2 separate regions of the Zea mays genome follow, and region 2 is linked to region 1. Evidence: chromatin contacts called from public Hi-C data. All regions are on one chromosome and are shown on one strand. The core of a region is the stretch at or near the end of the contact, and the rest is flanking DNA. Distances in the headings are between cores, read along the strand shown. Region 1 holds the start of LOC100501039 (Transmembrane and coiled-coil domain-containing protein 5B). Region 2 holds the start of LOC100282548.

Region 1 (3,517 bases), core at 478-2,977:
CAACGACCCTATATACAGCGTTCGCGTCCGTGGGACTGCACAGGAGACAGGCGGGACCACGGCTGGGGCCTGACGCAGACGTTGTGAGAGGCTGGTTTGGAGGGAGTTGAAAAATAAATAATAGAATATGTTGTAGTTGGTATAGAGTAGATATTTAGGGTAAATATGAATGCAGAGTATTATAGGATAGAGTAGAGAATCTCAGTGACCAGGACGAAATATTTCTTTTAGAGTAGAAATTTAGGGTTTCATGAGTGCGAATAGCCTAACGTGGGCTTAGTATAGACAAGGCAAGCTTGGTGTCTCCATCGTCCTATGTTAGAATTGAACGTTGCAAAAAACTCTAAAGGTACCACCACCTCTCTAGAGTGTCCGTGGGCCCTCCACTCCGAGTTGTCACTCCCGGCACCGGCATACCGCACCGGTTTCTTTTTCTTGAGCCGATGGAGTCAAGCTCTCCCAATTATATTCCATCGGCCATGCATGCTACCCGAATCTTCCTGCCGCGACTCATGAATCAAGTTCTTCTGGTTTTGTCACGATCCTACTCACTGCTCCCAGATGCTGGATATATTAGGTGGACATACCCCCCCGGCCGGCCGCATTTTAATTTTTTGCAAATGCGCAGTGCGCTTGACCTCAGGGGCTAGCTACCGATCACTTCTCCTTGTCTCAGCAGTCAGCAATTGATAGCACAAAAGTCATTAGCCTGGGGCCGGCCTTCCCACTGAGGAAAGGAACAACAGGTTTCCACTAAACTAACTTTAGCTCTCGTTTTTTTTCTTTCCTGCATGCACGTACGGTACAGAGAAGGCGCGCGCGCGCGCGCACACACACACACTCGCTCAACTTTCATCTAGTGTGCACAGGCTATGTCCTTGTCGTCGTACGTCCGTCCCAGAAATCACTATGATGAACTGCATCAACACCACCAGCAGCAACTGTTCCCTGCTGAGACAAGCGCACTGCGCATTATCGGTTGAATGGTTTCCGGTAACTGAAAATTATCGTACATGTTTTCATCCCTACTGTTGAACAATTATCGGTTGAATGCGCAATGGGTGGAGGAAATTCAGAATCATTGAAAACTAGTCAGTAATTTTCACCCCCAGCGGTCCAGTGGAATTCAGGCAAATAATTTATTTACGATAAGTTCCATCGAAGACAATGCCATGAGAAATACATATAAGCCATCAAGACACTTCCTTTGTGCATATAAGCTAACTAACGGGTTGCCTGATTTGCTATTCTTACATAGTCACTCCATAAGAAGAGTTTATTTTAAGGCCTATTCCGATTGCATAAGGATCGAGGGTACTGATGGGATTAAATCTCATTCCATTCAATTTTGAGTAGAAATATATTTAATTCCTTTCTAACCAAACAAGCAAATCATTGAAAAAAAATTAGTCATAACTAGGGGTGTAATATGAACAAATATTATCCGACATCCGATAAAGAATCATTGAAAAGAAAATTAGTCACAACTCACAACTATTTTTAGTGGGTGAGCTTCTATAAAAAAATGCTCCACCAAATAGCTGTAAACCCAAACCGTTTAGCCTGGCTACGAAAACCCATGAAAATCCCAGTGGGCTTGAAGCAAGAGCAAGATTCGGCCCAATAAACCCCTCACATTTTTCACGGGGCCCAGCCATCGGAATGGCGGGATTCCGAAATTTGAAATTCTGGCCTCCTCGCTTGCGTGGCTTTTCATTCCCACCTTCTTCCTTGCCCCCAGCGTCCAGCGACGGCGGCGGCGACGACGACTCATCGCAGCGGGGGAGGACGGATGGCCGCGTCGTGCGGCACTCCGAGTCCGGCTAAGCGGCCCCGTCACTCTGACGTCGCCTCCTCCGGCGGCGACTCTGATTCTGACTCTGACGGGGACCTCGTCAGGTACGGCCGGCCTCACCTCAGCGCCTCCCCTCGCTCACGGACTCGCTCTAGAACATTCCTCTTTCGAGTTGGATTGCGAGCGATCCTTTTCTTCTTGGTTTCCCGGCATTATCCGAGATGTTCAATTCCGTGGTTGCGGCGGCAGTGACCTCAGGGAGATCGTGTGCCTGCTGCGGCTTATCAAGGGTGGGGCCAACAAGGACGGGCAGAAGATCTGTGAGCAGGTCATTGCCAGGTGAGATGCAAACCTGTAGGAATCCGAATCTCCTTGCGACTGCAAACAATTGGGCTCATCGCATAGGTATTCGTTAATGTCAATGTTTTGTTGCATGATGCTGATGACTTACGATTGCACCGACCATTGGCCTGTATGATTACATTCGTCAGTTTTTGTTGCGTTTACATATTGCTGGTGAAATGTTGTCCTATCTGCCGTCTGCAGTCAATGCAATTGTGCTACCATTTAGGCTTCAATGCAGTTTTGGCAAGGGAACTCGTAATGGCCCGCGTTTTTTTGTAGTGAATGGATGGAATTAAGACAATATTTTTGATAATTGTGCTGTTCTGTGTATGGAGCTTTATGTTTCATGGATTAACCTTTGGTGTTTTGTTGATGTTGCTGTGCCATATAGCTTGTGGTCTGAATTTCTTCCTAAAGTAGTATTACTCTTCTTGCAATGGAGGTCCGGTTCGGCCCTCGTCCCAATAATATGATAGTTGTAGTCGCATAATTGTAAGAGTGAGTTTATCCATGTGACTTGTCGAATTTTTCTCTGCTGAGTAGGCTAAATGCATGGTCTGATGAAATCTGGAGGTCCTATTCCTTCATCTGTATCACTACAGTTTGTTGTTAATTGTTTCTTAACCTGTAGTGTGGCAGCAGATATTCAGACTATGCTAGAAGAAACCCAACTGAAATTTGAGGAGGAAAGGTATTTGGTATTTGAACCACTCAATTTTCCCCCATTAACTTACTGAGAGCATCTGAAGCCAGTTATAATTACGGGAGCTAAACAAAAATATACATCTTCTGTGAGAACACACTAATCTGTGTTCCTATTTGTGCATGCAGACAGAATTCGTTAAAAGTACTGTCTAACACTTCCAAAGAGGTATTCATAACAACCTGTACTCCAGGGTTTTATTTTCTTCTAAAATGACATGGATTTGTACTTTAGCAGTGTGAGAGTTCACTGAACGAAGAGTACAGCAAGTTTCAGGAAACATATGATACGTTCTGTAAAGAAAAGGATGCTCACATGCAGACTTTCAGAGGTAGGTCAAACAAGAGCAGTATCAATTTCTTCACTTCCATATGAAGCATGGCTCTTTTTTTTTCATTTCCAAAACAAACTACTAGCTAGGATACTTGATTTATTAATTCACGATTGAATTTAGAGTACACCTTGGAATGAACCTGTGTGCTTTGTTTACTGAAATTTGCTTTTTGTTGACTTGTTGCTACTTGCTAGTTATACAAATAGATTTTAATTATGTGCCTTTAAAAAGCATGGCTTGACAAAAACATTAGCCTATCAACTAAAATCCTTATACATGTTATCTGCAGACCTGTTGTCAAAAGTTGAAGTTGAAAAGAAGAAATTGCTTGAGAAGTACG
Region 2 (3,191 bases), core at 41-2,540, 140 kb before region 1:
GCGCGCTCCAGCCTCCAGGCCGCCGCTGCCGCTGCTCCAACACTCCTGCGCCGCCCGTCCGGCGCCGCCAGCCCCGCCTCTGCGTGCCGCTGCTCCAGGCCGCCGCCGCTCCAGGCAGCTGCTCTCCAGGTCGTCCTCCCTCTAGGCCGCTCCAGGCGGCTGCTCTCGAGGCCGTCCTCCAGCCCCGCCTCAGAGCCTCTGCGTGCCGCCGCGCTCCAGGCCGTCCTCCCTCCTGCGCCGCCCGTCCGGCGCTGCCAGCCCCTCCAGCTCCGCCTCTGCTGTCCCACTGCGGCAGGACTACAGAGTACAGAGACTGACTGTCCCACTGTTCGCTGGCGTATGCTCCACTGGTGAGTAATCTAGCCTCCTGTTGCTCGCTTGCTGAAGGAAGAAGGATTGATGAAGGGTGCTCCACTGTTATTGTGGTAATGTGGTTGTGGACATGTCATTTTGCACAATATTATTATGTGAACTTATGTTGGTTGTTTGGTATTTGACTTGATATAATTGCCTGAAATTATGATATATTGAAATTTCCCTATGTTGTTTAAAACTACGTTTAAACTTTGTTTAAACCGTTTAAAAGTTAAAACTCACCCATGAGCGTTTCAACGTTTAGTTGTTTTAATAACCTTGCCCACCACATCATGTCTCAATTAAGTAAGACAGGTGAGTACCACAGTCCACAGTAGATTGGTCAGTAGGACAGTAAGCTACTAGAACTGTTCAATCCACTGTTAGGAATCATGTCTTGACCACCTTCCTGTTTACATTCTAGGAATAGGTTTAATTCTAAGACTAGTCGATTCAAAGGTCTGTCAAAGACTGAACACAAACTACGTAATCAAACCAGAATCGCACAAAGGAAGCTAGAAGTTGTGAAGGAAAGGGGACCCACAAGGATGACGCGATGGGCGGGCACGGCGGGTGTGTCGGGGGTGCGCCCAGCATCGCGTTCGCCTCCCGCGCCGGTGGAGGGGATGGCGTGGAGGAGGAGGTCGCAGTTGGGGGCGGATGCGGCGTCGAGGGTAGGGGAGGGGAGGCGGAGGAAGAGGAGGCGGGAGCGGAGGTCGTCGATCTCCCGCTTGAGCTCCTCCTCCGTCTCGCTGGCCTCCTCGTAGCACTCCTTGCAGGTCCCGGCGTCCTCCTCGTCGTACCCTTCCTTGCACGACTGGCACCACATCTTCGGAGCTCCTCCAAACGCCGGCCGACCTAGCCGCCGCACTACGATGGCTGTAATTTCGGAGCGGTGGCGGCGGCGCGGGTGGTGCCTTCGAGGGCTGTGAGATTGTGGGAAGAGCCGAAGAGGGGTCCAAGTGAGCTTGTCTGACGCTCTTGGCGAGTTCGTATGTGGGCCTAATGTAAGGCCCAAAACTTATATAAAAAAACTATAATAAAAATAATGAATAAATATATCTATATGATAATGCTTTGGGATTATGAAACCTAAGGCGATTAATTGATCCCTTTTAGTTTAACAAGTTCAAGTAATAGGATTATATTAGTCGAATAATAAAATAAATAAATACAAAAAATGGGCACCTCATAATAAAATTCTTGTATTTGTATTCAAATTTGTGAAACAATTTGAGTTTAAAAAAATTAGAATTTGAAAATAAAAAGGGAACAGAAAAGAAAAGGATGGGAATTTAAAGGAAATCATTTATTTCCCCCTAAATAAATGACAAGGAAAACAACAAATAAAATATTGGAAATAATAGATGTTATATTTTCTTCAAGGGTGTGTTTGATATTTGAAAACTTGGGAGTTCATAACATGAGTTGAATTGAATTTAAAGGGAGGGATTATAAATGGGAGAAGAATATAGAAAGGAAAAAGAGAAAATAGAGAAATCCCGGCTGGGCCGTTTTCCTCTTCGGCCGGCCCAACTCAGCTTCTCTCCCCGCTCAACCCATGGCGCTCACTGTCGTTCACGTATGTGGCTTACTAGTGGGGCCGCCCTGTCATCACCTATTCCTTGCTCCGTGCGCATCTCAACAGAACCCGCCATGCTCGCATGGTCAGCACTCCCTCGCCGCGATGTTCGCTGTTAGGTTCCCTCCGCTCGGACTTCACCGTGGTGCATAAAAGCCGAAGCTCCGCGACCCCCTTCCCTCCATCCACCAATTCGAGGCTGCACCGAGTCGTTGGGAGCCTCGCCTGGCATAGAGGGAGAAGACAACACGGGAGCTCGGGATCCGCCGAGGTGAGATTGGCGCGTTTGACGGGGTCGCGCCTCAAGCATGTGGGCTGCTTGCTTATTCGGGAACGCCGCTCGCGTGTGTGGTCACCGCTGCACAGACAAGGGTGTGGGCGACTGGGAATTCGCCGTCGAGCTTCAACCAACCCTTCAGTCTGCCCTGCGCTGTGGTCAGTGACCTCTACTACCTTCCAGTGCGGGTAAGGTAGTGGCCCGACTCCCATTTCTTTCCAGGTTGCGATAGAACCTATTAATTTTAGTTCGGAAGCTCTAGGGCATCGGTAGTGGATCACCGGAGGGGTGGGTGCTCCGCCGTCAGTCCATGGTGGCCGCCGGCGTGCCGTCAAGTGGTGAAGACGAGTGTTGGTCATTGATCCTCGATTGGATGGCGGCGATTAGAAACAGAATACCGGTCCGGTCAGATGTGGCGTGGGCCATTCGATTCCGATCGATTGGACGTGAGTGGGATTACGTTATTTAAATCTGAAACGTCCAAGTTAGATCGAAAGGCTTAGATTGCGTACCGGTTCGCTGGGTAGTGGATTTAATCCAGGCCGTTCACGCTTGATCGGACGACTCAGGACTTACGATACCCTTTCGGCCGCCCATCTTATATAAAAGCCCCTGGATTTATTAAGTATAAACCCGCGGTCCTCGGGCGAGTGTTCACTGAGTCTAGTATTTCTTGCGCTGTGGCCCCTCTACTTTTCAGTTTTATGCGCTCGAACCAGAGACCCGAGTAATTCAATAAATAAATTTAGAAATTGATTTTTAATGTAAAAATATTGGCTAGAATTTGTTTAATCCATAGAAAATTCATATGAAGTCCAAATTAGTCCATTTCAATTCCTATAATTTTTTAAATATTATTGTTTATCACGTAGTACTTCTGTTTTGACATAAATATCACCATAAAAATTTATTTTCTAATTAATCTTATATCAAATACATAAAACCTTAGGAAATTCATAACTCGTGAACCATAGCTCC

The links. A called contact is a pair of places that touch in the nucleus more often than the background predicts.
Region 2: a contact with region 1 is called in a Hi-C map of tassel, with 4 times the contacts expected there. The contact joins the promoter of LOC100282548 here to the promoter of LOC100501039 in region 1. A contact is called at or near these places in 4 of 25 Hi-C or Micro-C datasets (bundle sheath, ear, leaf and 1 more).

The regions. Positions count from the first base shown.
Region 1 is chr7:27,753,489-27,757,005 of Zm-B73-REFERENCE-NAM-5.0, reverse strand. It overlaps LOC100501039 (Transmembrane and coiled-coil domain-containing protein 5B), which reads left to right and starts at 1,727. Exons shown (of 8, transcript NM_001346059.1): 1 at 1,727-1,899; 2 at 2,045-2,134; 3 at 2,772-2,831; 4 at 2,972-3,011; 5 at 3,078-3,174; 6 at 3,467-3,517. The coding sequence starts at 1,793.
Region 2 is chr7:27,896,575-27,899,765 of Zm-B73-REFERENCE-NAM-5.0, reverse strand. It overlaps LOC100282548, which reads right to left and starts at 1,290. Exons shown (of 2, transcript NM_001155456.1): 1 at 899-1,290. The coding sequence starts at 1,183.